Regions from separate parts of the Sus scrofa genome. Here region 2 is linked to region 1. The links are chromatin contacts, called in public Hi-C maps. All regions are on one chromosome and are shown on one strand. Each heading gives the region's core, a stretch centred on a gene start, on an enhancer-like site or on the middle of the called end of the contact. The rest is flanking DNA. Distances are from core to core; before and after follow the strand shown. Region 1 has its middle 14 kb from the start of MILR1. Region 2 overlaps LOC106505408 (a long non-coding RNA gene).

The links. A called contact is a pair of places that touch in the nucleus more often than the background predicts.
Region 2: a Hi-C map of retroperitoneal adipose tissue shows a contact between it and region 1, with 1.9 times the contacts expected there. The contact joins two enhancer-like sites. A contact is called at or near these places in 2 of 5 promoter capture datasets (fetal liver and liver), 36 of 47 Hi-C or Micro-C datasets (adipose tissue, alveolar macrophages, blood and 17 more) and 2 of 2 datasets of contacts at active chromatin or transcription factors (alveolar macrophages and skeletal muscle).

What each region holds. Positions count from the first base shown.
Region 1 is chr12:14,648,491-14,654,684 of Sscrofa11.1, reverse strand. No RefSeq gene overlaps it. Among named protein-coding and RNA genes, the nearest start is that of MILR1, 14 kb to the right of the region's middle. Within about 2 kb of position 3,739, at least 32 of the 83 cell types and tissues checked have an H3K27ac peak or open chromatin away from gene starts, as enhancers often do. A contact at or near this core is called in retroperitoneal adipose tissue, where this site is marked.
Region 2 is chr12:14,729,195-14,735,388 of Sscrofa11.1, reverse strand. LOC106505408 (a long non-coding RNA gene) reads right to left here. Exons shown (of 2, transcript XR_001299823.2): 2 at 50-380. Among named protein-coding and RNA genes, the nearest start is that of TEX2, 32 kb to the left of the region's middle. Within about 2 kb of position 3,363, at least 1 of the 83 cell types and tissues checked has an H3K27ac peak or open chromatin away from gene starts, as enhancers often do. A contact at or near this core is called in retroperitoneal adipose tissue, where this site is marked.

The sequences.
Region 1 (6,194 bases), core at 2,490-4,989:
GGAGGTTCCCAGGCTAGGGGTTGAATCGGAGCTGTAGCCACCGGCCTATGCCAGAGCCACAGCAACGCGGGATCCGAGCCGCGTCTGCAACCTACACCACAGCTCACAGCAACGCCAGATCGTTAACCCACTGAGCAAGGGCAGGGACCGAACCCGCAACCTCATGGTTCCTAGTCGGATTCGTTAACCACTGCGCCACGACGGGAACTCCTAGAATTCTTTCTCATTGCCCCCTACAAACAACCTTCAGTGAAGGGTTTCGAAGCATTATTCTCCAGAGATTTAGAGAGGGGTTTCTGTGAAAATGTACTGAGCACTTAGTACTCCTCATGGATTGTCTCATTTAATCCTATGGGTCAGATGCTGGAATTATCTTCATGGTACGAGAATGACAAGAATCTCAGAGAGGTTAGTACATTTGCTCACAATCCCACAACCATTTTTGGTTTGGGTGTTGTTTTTTTTTTTTTTTTTTTTTTTTTCTTTTTAGAGCCACACCTGCGGCAGAAGGAAGATCCCAGCCTAGGGGTCAGATCAGAGCTGCAGCTGCTGGCATACACCACAGCCACAGCAAGGCAGGATCCAAGCTGCATCTTCAACCTACACCAAAGCTCACAGCAACACTGGATCCTTAACTCACTGAGCACAGCCAGGGATCAAACCTGCATCCTCATGGATGCTAGCTGTGTTCATAACCCACTGAACCATAACGCAACTCCCCCCACAGCCAGTTTGAGTGGTAAAATCCATTGGAATGCTGGCTGCCCAGCTCCAGGCCTGAGCCCTTAACTCTTGAACGGTGCCTCTGGAAGAAAATATTTCAAGGCTTCTTGAAATGCCCCAGCAATAGGAAAATCTTTGGCTTAGAACAAACACTGAAGGGGTCAATTTAAAAAAAAAAAAATTTGAAATACACATAATCTGAAATATTTATTCACCAAGGTTATTTTAAGATGTAATCCTTCAGTTTGTTCTATACAACTGTCTTAATGTTTCCTGTTTCTTTACAGCTTCATTACCTGATTAAACAAAATTAAATGGATACATCCAAATAAAAAAGGCAGCCAAGTTAGAGTACGAGAATAAGCACAGGAAACTGCTTCTAGACTGACACGAGATTCATGTGATTTAGGACCAAGCCAGGAGCCTGTATAAACACTGCTAATTCTGAGAATGTGAGAACACAAATGGGTCTCAATTGGACCCATCACTGACCTCAAGGCTCTTCCTTAATTAGAGCTGTTTAAAAAAATGAAATAGTTGCCTGGAGAAATAAAAAAGTATCTTCACAAAAAAGAGGTCTCCACATGAATGGTCACAACAGCTTTGTCATTTCAGCTTTCCCTAAAAACTGGAGTCAGTCCAGACGTCCTTCCAAACAATAAATGGCAGAATATGCACACCATGGAATATTCCTTAGCAACGAAAGTGAACAAACTATTGATACATGCAACCACTTGGGTGAATCTTCAGGGCAATAGGCTGAGCGGAAAAAAGCCAATCCCCCCCCCCAAACATGAGCCTATCTAGGCAACATTTTTGAAATAACAAAAGCTTAGAAATAGGGGACAGATTAGCAGTTTCCAGAGGCTGGAGATGGGGACAGAAGTGGGTGTGGCTGAGGGCTGCTGGTGGTGCAGGAACTGTGTGCTTACTGTGGTGATGGACACATGAACCACCCAGGTGCTAAAGCTGTTTAGAACTTTACATACACAGAGACACAAATGAGTACCAGTAAAACCGGGGAGATTAGATGCTGTGGGTGTGTTGTATTAGTGACCATGTGACACTACGCTGCAACATTGAAATGTTACCATGCAGAAACCTGGGTAAAGTGTGCAAGGAATCTATTATTCATTACAAATGCAGGTGAATCTATGATCTCAATAAAAATCACTATTAAAAAAACAGACCGGTTCTCTGTCCCTGCAGGATTCCAGTGCTGGTCGGACACTCCTGATACAGGTGTTGCTGGGGGATTTCTGCATCAGGCAGCCCCTCCAATTCTTTTGAGGTCTTACAGGGAGCGAGACCCTTAGGTGGTCAGGAGGAAGCTGAGCACTGCACGGAAGTCCTCCATTTCTGATGGTCCCATGGGTGCGCAGAGAGAATCAGAGAGAAAGACAGTGTCCACCTCAAAGAGGCTCATTCTTTCATACCAAGAGGAAGAGGTGAGCTGAGCTGCTCCGAAGGTATTTGGCAAGATTATGTCTGTTGCCATCTGCCTTTCCCTGAAGGGCAGGGCCCTGTGGGGTCCAGGGGTGCAAGCAGCTCCGATGACAAAAATAAAACCTGAATTTTCACACTGCTGCTTAGAATCTGGAAGAAACTTGGAAATCCTCTTCCAAATAAAAGAACATTCCAGATGGAAAGAGAACGGGAGTATTTTGAGAACTAGGAAAAAGTTGGATGCTCAGGGAGGTAAAGGGGATTATTGAACACTGGAACGCGCCAGCCCGTCCTACACCAAGTGTTGCCCTCCTGGATAATTTTGAGACCTGTTCATCTGGACAATTATTCTTTTTGTTTGTTTATTTATTTATTTTTGCTATTTTAGGGCTGCACCCACAGCATATGGAGGGTTCCCAGGCTAGGGGTCGAATTGGAGCTGTAGCCATCAGTCTTATGCCACAGCCACAGCAACGCGATATTATAGCTGCATCTGTGACCTACACCACAGCTCATGGCAAAACTGGATCCTTAACCCACTGAGCAAGGCCAGGGATTGAACTTGCATCCTCGTGGATCCTAGTCGGGTTCGTTAACTGCTGAGCCACGAAGGGAACTCCTGGCCAATTATTCTTGATGGACCTCTTGAAGAGTGAAATGGATAAATATGACGTGTCTTTAGCTCCATCTTCCCTAACAGGATGAGGCTAGGTCAATGTACAGAGAAGGTCCCTGAGGTGGGTCATGACCTGCCCATGCAGCCAAAGTGGACCTGGTGTTGCCTCAGGACTTTCTGGCCAGGGAGCTTCTTTCACTGTCTCTGGGATCCCCATTCACCATTTGCCCTGTGTCCTTGTACCCAGGACCTGGCCCAGTAAGTGTCATGTCGGGCCCAGTGTGCTCCATCCCAGACACTGACCTGTAAGGAGTAGCCTACGTGCTGGACTGATCCCAGCAGAACCAGTTCTCACCAGGCCTCCAGCTGACAACACCTGAAACTCATGTGAACATGGAAGTACCGAGGATGACACAGGTGTGCGGTCTCCTCTGCAAACCCATCTCGCCTGCATCCGCATCTCCCTTCCCCTGAATCCACATCTGCCCTCCATGTGCAAGCCTTTCCCTGTGAGAACAGATCTCTCTCGGGGCCTCCACGAGTGAGGAGGTACAGGCAGTGGAAGGGGGCTCTGCCTTGCCTGTAATCACACCTGCCCCGCCCTCAAAGAAGGCTCGGCCCACACAGAGGAACTTTTGAATTTATGTTTTCTGCCGCCTAACACAATGCAGACTACCTGTGGGTGCCTGGAAATCCATGTTTAAAATGCGACTAGGAAGACTGAGGGAAGGGGAAAAGCAGGGCCCCAGGTCAGCCCCGGAGGCTGCATTGTTCTCACACCGGCATTGTTCTCAGGCCCCCACAGCCCCTGGGGAATCAAATGAGATTGTTTTTCCCAAGACTGAGCCTTCAGGTGTGAGCTGCAGTTCTTGGACAACGGTGGGGACTGTGGCATTTCTGCAACAGGAAAGAGGAAGGAACTTGTGATCTGTACGGCAAGGGCACCAACAATGTGCGCCCCCAGCCAGCCGGCAGCAAAGAGGAAAAGACCTCCGTCTCCATAGTGATAAATCACTGGGAAGCCAGAGAGGGAGAGTCAGGGAGAGGATTTTTCCTTTCCTCCAGTGCCCTGCGAACACAGCCCCAGCTCCAGAGTCTGGGGAGATGCCTGGCGCCTCTCCAGGCTGAGCCTCCAGAACCACAGGTAGAGGAAGAAGGTCAGTGCTAGGTGGAAGTGAGCACTGGAGACCCTCTGCTGCCCAGAGCCCGGGCCAAGGGGGTGGGCTCCTCCTAGAGGTGTACTTTGGGCACGGGTGCCGGGGTGACCCAGGGCACCCAGCACTCCGTGACACCTGGGTGGCCACGTGCTGCCCACATCACTCCACTTCATTATCCTACAAGAAGCCCCATGGCATTCTGTGCTCTGTTATGTGAGCCACAAAGACACACAGGAATTAATTATTAGCCTTTTTACAATGAAATAACAGGACCCGTGAGGGAGAGGTCGGCCGGAGGCAACTCATCAAGTTAAGACAGCTGCTGCGAGTTGCTCCTAAGGGTCTTTGGGGTTCTCATCTGAGACTCTTTCCCTTACTAAAAGGAGACTATTTTTCCCAAGAAAAATTCCAGTTTTTTTTTTTTTTTTTTTTAATGCTTTGAAATATTTGTGCCAAGCCTAGGTGGTCACTCTTGCTCAGGAGGGTGGAGTGCCGCGTTCCCTTGCCTGTACCTTTGCATATGCCATGCCCTCTGCCTGGAAGGCTGTTCCTTGATTCTTTGATCAGCTAACTCCTCCAGGAGATGCCTGGAAAGCAAACATCTTGCCTTCTGGGCGCCCAGAGAATTTACCACATCATTATGTGAGGCAGCACAGAGAAGTAATACGAAAAGACTCTTCCAGGCCCAGATTAGCTGTGTGATCTTGGGGGTCTTAACCTCTCAGAGTCTCACCTCTTCAGAGGCAGGATGGAGAGAATGATAGTATCTGCCCTTCAGCGTTTGTGAGGATTAGAAGTTAATGCACACAAAGCACTTAGAAAAGGCTGGCACACAGCTAGTGCTCAGTAAACACTGGCTGCTAAAAGATTAACTGTCTTTTTTTTTTCCTTTTTCTTTTTCAAGGCTACACCTGCAGCATAAGAAAGTTCCCAGGCCAGGGATAGAATCAGAGCTGCAGCTGCCGGGCTACACCACAGCCACAGCAATGCCAGATCCGAGCCATATCTATGATCTATGCCACAGCTTGCAGCAACGTTGGATCCTTAACCCACTGAGTGAGGCCAGGGATCTAACCTATGTACTCGTGTGGACACTATGTCAGGTTCCCAACCCAACTGAGCCTCAACGGGAACTCTAGGATTAGCGGTCTTAAAGCAGGGGCCGTCTTTCATGCAGACCCTCAGATGGAGACTAGCCCTCAGGGGGTGTCCAGCAATGCATGTCAAATGAACTCTGAACTCCTAGAAGGCTGTTTGCAGTTACTGTGTATGCACCGGCACGGGGTTTGGCACCTTGCCATAATATTTCTTTTCATTACTAAGTCACTCCAAGCCTGGGCCCAGGTAGCCAAGGACTAGCATTTGGCCAGCGTAGCCTGCAGTGCCCTTGAACAGCCCCCTCTGATTGCCTGAGAACCCCTCCCGTCCTGTCCTGCCCTGACTGAGCCTGGAAAGCCTCCCCCACTTCACTGCCAAGCCAGCGGGCTCTCAGCCTTCACCCCAGCCAGGTTACCCAAGTGGTCTATAAACACCGAGAGAGTCAAATCATTCATATAACCGCACCCCGAAGGCCTGCTTTCTGGGTAACATAGAACTTACCACACTGTACAGCGAGGTGAGTGGCAAAAGACAAACCAAACCCCATGTAGGGCAGCCAGTCTTCTCTCTGATTTTACTAGAAAAGAAAAAAAAAAAAAAATGAAACCAAACTTCATGCAAATATTTAAGTGTTGTGTAATAACTGAAGTTGTGAAACAGCTGAGGTCTCTAGAGCCACCCTGGAATCCTCTGCAAGCCTTGGAGCAAATGGAAGCAATAAAGATTTCTGAAGCAGAAAAAAAAAAAAAAAAAAAAAAAAAAAAAAGGCCACAAAAACCAACCCCTCCCAATCCCTCCCCAGCCTTTCTCAAATCTATAAAGACAGAATCCGGACCAGTAGTTGCCTGGGATTTGGGAGGGATTAGAGATTGATGGTCAATGGGCAAAAGGGAACTTTGCAGGTGATGGAAATATTTTAAAACCAGACTGTGGTGATGGTTGCACAACGCTATCCATTTATGAAATATAGAGTTCTGACATTTAGCAAATAAAGGATGTTCAGTTAAATCTGAATTTCAAATAAGCCACAAATAATCTTTTTAGTGTAAGTATATTCCAAATATCGCATGGGGACATACTTATACTAAAAGAAAGTGTTGGAGGATTTCCCCTTGTGACACAGCAGAAACAAATCTGACTAGGAACCATGAGGT
Region 2 (6,194 bases), core at 2,114-4,613, 81 kb before region 1:
CTTGTCTCGCCACACCCCCATAATTACGGCCACTTTGGACAAGAAAGAATACGAGAATAGTTGCTATTAAATGTGAAAGAAAAATTGCCTAGCTGGGTGGTTTTGTAAGAGGGACATTTAGCAAGCTTTTGATGCATAATTACTGTTTAATCAAGCCTGGGAATGCACAGAATCATTATTTTCTTTTTGTGCAGGCTTGGTGATTTTGCCAACGAACGCTGTGTGCACTCATCAATTCATCCGTTTTCTCAGGCTGATGGCGCTTGTGTGTTTTCCTGGAAGAGCTTCAGTCTCTCTCCCTCTCTTTCTCCTTTTGCTGAGATATGTAGACTTTAGTTTCTTCCTTCCCAGAGACTCAGCTAACAGGCAGGTCTCCTTGCCTGCAAAAAAAAAAAAAAAGAAGAAAAATGGAAAAGGCCACAGCTCCCTCCGCTATGCTCAAGGAGCAGAGGGTCTCTGCCATCTACAGTGCAGTAGGAAAGAAAAGTGTCCAGGAGGAGGGAACTGCCCAAGACCAAGTCCAAAGGCGGGCAATAGCCGGGCAATAGCCAGTCAAATGTTAATTGTTTTCTGACTTGGTTCTCCGGCTAGAAAGCTTACCTGGAGGATACTCACACATGTGCCTGAGGCTATTTGCAAGGACTTTCCCAGCTGTTTATCAGGGGGGGGAAAAACCCATTAATGAGCAACTGGTTAAATAAGTGAAGGTCCCTAAATATTATGGGATACCAGGCTGTTGCACCAGGCGATTAAAAATAATGAGGCAAAAAGACAACGAGGCAAACCTGTATAGATAGCAGGAAAATATCTACTGTTAAATGAAAACAGCAGACAGAAGAAAAATAGGTTCAGAATGATTTCATTTATGTGAAAGGAAACAATTTATTCAACCGACATTTAAAAAGGAGCTATTATGTGCCCGGTGCTGTCGATAAACTGGCAAAACCACCCAAACCTTGTCCCTCATGGAATGTGCATAAATAACTAGGGCTCATCACTAAATACAAACAAGCCTGGGAGGAATTGTTCACCCTGCTTATTTCTAGGCAGGTGCACTGAAGCAGGGAAATGGCCTTAAGAAGCGTTTTCATATTTGACTTTCCATCTTTCTATATTGTTAGGATGGATACTGCCACAAATGCACATCGTGTTTGTCATTTAAAGTAATACAGAATGAAGAGGTGAAATAGAGGGGAAATGCAGAAATGGAGCCCATGACTCAGCCAAGGCTGGAGACAAAGGTCTGAACCGATTTTCTACTACTGCTCCTTGGACACCATCCCTTCAGCGTCCCACCCACACCGAGGTTTGGTCTTTAATCTCTCCAGCAAAATCAGCAGGAGAAAGAGAGAGAACCAGAGGAGGGGAAGAGTCAAGGTTCCTCCAGCTGTCACCACTTGATGCACAGGTCCTAGGTCTCCTTAAGTAGTTCCTTGTGACTTCAAATGTCACTGATGATAACTCTTTTTCATTCTGCAAAATTTCGAGCCTTAGAAAAGTTACAAGAAATAGTACAATGAACACTTGTATATTCTTCACCTAGATTCCCTAGCTGTTAATATTTTGCTCACGTGCTTTTTTTCTCTCTCTCTCTATAGTATTAATTTTCATCTTTGATGAATTGTTTGAAATTTAGGTACAGACATCATGACGCTTTATTCCTAATACTAGGAACGAGGACATCCTGCATAATCATGGTATATTATCACACTTGGGAAATTGATCATGGATGCTCTCCTAGTCTGATAGACATTCTACATGCAAATGTCTCCAACTGGCCCAATGTTGTCCATTAATAGCTCCTTCTTTTTTTGCTGCACCCACGGCATGCAGAAATTCCCACGCCAGAGACTGAACCCGTGCCACAGTAGTGACCGAGCCACAGCAGTGACAATGCCATCTCCTTAACCTGCTGAGTCACTAGGGAACTTCAAAACTACAATTACTTTCCATATGATACCTGAATTCTCCGCTGGATCCTTGTCCTAGAGATGTAATTTTCCATATCACCACTAGATGGCACTCTAGACAGTCCTTGTCCTTCAACAGCCCTTGTAAAAGGGCAATTTAAGGATTGTTTCAACAATAGGAGTCTTATTGTAAAGCACATGCTATTTAAAATACCTGTATATTGGGAGGAGGGATAAATCTACTATATAAAAATAGATAACCAACAAGTGTCTACTGTAAGTCACAGGGAACTATGCTTACCTTGTAATAACCTAGATTCTTACATTCTTCTGACATTCTTAATGGAAAGAATCTAAAAAAGAATCTAATATGTATCCGAATCACTTGGCTGTCCACCTGAAATTAACACCACATTGTAAATCAACTATATTTCAATAACAAGTAAAATAAAATAAAATCTCTATATGTTTATAAAAGTGGTGTCCTTTCAGGTGTGTCTTCCCATACATGATTTTTTTTCTTTTAGAGCCACACCTGTGGCATATGGAGGTTCCTAGGCTAGGGGTCGAATTCGAGCTATAGCTGCCAGCCTACAACACAGCCACAGCAATGTTGGATCCTTAACCCAATGTGTGAGGCCAGGGATCGAACCTGCATCCTCATGGATACTGGTCAGATTCGTTTCCGCTGAGCCACGATGGGAACTCCCCATATATAAGTCATAATTACCAGGGGAGGAGTTCCCGTTGTGGCACATCGGAAACAAATCCGACTAGGAACCATGAGGTTGTGGGTTCAATCCCTGGTCTCCCTCAGTGGGTTAAGGATCTGGTGTTGCTGCGGCTCTGGTGTAGGCTGGTGGCTACAGCTCTGATTAGACTCCTAGCCTGGGAAGGTCCATACGCTGCGGGTGTGGCCCTAAAAAGGACAAAAAGACAAAATAATAATAATAATAATAATTACTAGGGGATATTGTTCATGAGGATTCTGATTCAGTGGAACTGAAGGAGGTCCTAAGATTCTGCATCTCTAACAAGCTGCAGGGTGGTGGGTGGTTGGGATGCGGCTGGTTTGGGGGAACAGGAAGGAGCAGGGCTTAGAACAAGCATAGGAAAGAACCTATCTATTTACAATTAGACAACTTTTCTTTTTCTACCAGAATCTGCAATGCAGCTGTTCTCACCTCCTGCTCCCTCCTTCCCTCTCCCAAAGCCCTGTGGCGTCCTTGCTTCTGCAGCACAGGGCCGTTGCTCTAGCTCATCTCTCTGTCTGGAATCTCTTCCCCAGATGTCCTGCTTGGCTAACTTCATGCCTTTCCCCAAATCTCACTTCTGACCGAGACTCGCCCGACCACCCTGTTGAATATGGCCCCTCCCCGCCCTGCTTCCAGTCCTTTCCTCTCAACCCCACTGACTCTTTCCATAGTCCTCGCCACCCTGCACACACCATAGATAGGCTTGTTATATGAATCCCTTATTTCTGTCTCTCCCTGCTCAAATCCAAATTCCATGCGTGGAGGGATCTTTGTCTCTCTTCTTCTCCAATGTGCCCCAAGCACCTAGAACAGTATCTGGCACATAGTAGGTTCACACACACACTCACAATTTGTGCACCTCGGTGGAACTTCAAGGTGATGGAATCCAATCCCTTTATATGGTGGGCGAAGAAATGATACAGAAATGGCCAAGGCCCCCCGGACTATAGGTAGAATATCTTGCTTCGTCTAAATGAATATAACTTAAAAGCAGGACTTGTTTCTATCTGTTAAATTTTAAGCTATCATTTTGATTTTTATAATTTGTGTTAGGCCATTCCCCAAAAGGATCTGAAGCAGCTGACAAGATGAAATGTGATATAACACGGAGCAGCTAGGAATTAAAATGCAAGCGATACCATCTAGAGGAAGAGGGAGCTGACATTAACAGGCCCTTGACAGTAGTTAATTACCCTAATGGGGAATAGAATTTGGCTCGGAACGCTTTGGCAGCCGAGTTAAACGGGAAGCACGTGGGGCTGCAGAATGTTCGTTGTCTGTCCTAAGAAAGCCTGAGCACCGGGCAGGGACGCACTTCCAGGAGGAGTTGAGTACAAACACGGAACTCTGGGTGACATCCATTGAGCCCCCAACTGGCTAATGTTTACAAAAAACCCAAAGTCATTGTTGAAGAATGCGATCCTTTCATCTGGGCAGACTAAACATAACATGAAATCACCTGAGCGCACTATGGTTCAAGGGAATTCTTGTCTGATGCTCTACCTGAAAATACGGATGAGAGCTTAGAAAAATCTAGAAGACAACGTAGATAAACCTGTCAAGGAACGTTGTTTACAAATATCTGCTATCTCAGATCTTAGACAAACACTGAGTCACAGGCAATTCGTGGGTTGCATTTTCATATGTTCCATATTTATCGAGTTTCTAGCTGTAAGTGTAATTCTCTAACAAAACATTAGAAATCAACTACACTCCAATATGAAATGAAAATTAAATGTAATTCTCGTTCCTTTATCCCTAGACAGCCCCCTGCCCCACCCCCCAAGCTCAGCTAGACCGAGGGCAGAAAGAACAGGAGGGGAAGTCATGTCTGTTTCTTTTTTTCTTTTTTCTTTTTTTGCTTTTGAGGGCCACACCCATGGCACATGAAGTTTCCCAGGCTAGGGGTTGAATCCGAGCTACAGCTGCTGGTCTATACCACAGCCACAGCAACATGGAATCCGAGCCTTGTCTGCAAACTACACCACAGCTTGGGGCAAGACCAAATGTTTAACCTGCTGAGCAAGGCCAGGGATAGAACCTGCAACCTCATGGTTCCTAGTCGGATTCGTTTCTGCTGTGCCACCACAGGAACTCCTCGTCTAGTTCTTCAAATTGCCTAAAGTATTTGCTAGGGTGTATTCTGTATCCGAAAGAGAGAGACGGCACATCCAGCAAAGTCACCTCTTCTGGCCACTGGGAATTATCCTTCATGATTAAGCAGGGATTATTGCTGTATTTTCTGCAGATGCTTTTTTAAAAAAACGGTTCTTTTACAAAGTCTCTGAATATCCTGTGACTACTAGCCAATTTATTTTAATAAATGATGATACATTTTTCTTATACACCTCTTTAAAAAAATATGTAAGGATTTCCCAAGGCATTTTATTCTGCCCGATGCAATTAAAATTGCTTAGGAGTTCCCTTGTGGTTTGGTGGGTTAAGGATCTAGCATAGTCGCTGCAGTGGCTCAGATCACTGCTGTGGTGTGGTTTTGACTCCTGGACTGGGAATTTTTATATGCTGCAGGTGCAGCCAAAAAAACTACTTTTTTCATTTTTATTGATGAAATACAACACAGAATTTGTTGGGTATTATTTCATGTGCTTTTTGGTCATTTGCATATCTTTTTTGGAAGTATCTATTCATGTTCTTTGCCAATTTTAGTATTGGGTGATTTTAGGAGTTCTCTATATAGTCTAGATATGAATCCCTTATCAGATATATGATTTTCAAATATTTTAAGATATTTATCAAGGCATTTTTTTCAGTCTAGTTAACTGTGGCCATGTCTTCAAGGGAGCCCCACTGAGTCCTCTTCTGCCCATCACAGACGTATCACACATGGAATGTTCTTTCTCCACCCAGCATTGGTTCTGCCACACCGACAGCCCTTGGCTGTGAGAGGGCCCAGGGCTTGAGCTGGCAGTAGGTCAATGTTGGCCGCCTGGTGCTGGATTCTATTCCAATCAAACCCTGGGCTTTTGCTGGGATGGCCTGGATTCCACTGCTTCAACTACCTGCATCAGCTGTTTCCATCTTGGAAGAAGAGACCAGATTGGGTTTGCCAATGGGCCAGCTGTGTGCAGAGTGTGGTGGGGAGGGCTGCCATCCTTGAGGACTGGGAGGCCTCTAACCAGCTTTTGGTCTGTGCTGGTCATTGGTGGGCTCCTGTTTCTTCAAGGTGGCTGCCTAGAGAGGCATCTTCCACAAGCCATGGAACATGCAGAGTGCTGCACAAACCCACGGCTCATTGTTTGTTGAATAAATGCTGATAAGCAAAGGTGACGTGTTGGGCCGTTTGGAATCATGCTGCCTTGATGTTCACTTTTTGATTTAAACATCACATCCCCATATGCCAACACCTCCCACAAAACAGAGAGAAGCACCTGTGTTGGTCTTGGCACAGATCTGTTCAAGGGCAGGGCCGGGGCATTTTTGTCCTCTGCTGTGCGTTGCACGTGTTTGTGGGTGTGCATGCGTGTGTGGGCGAGCACAGGCATGCGTGTGTGTTCACGCATATGTCTAC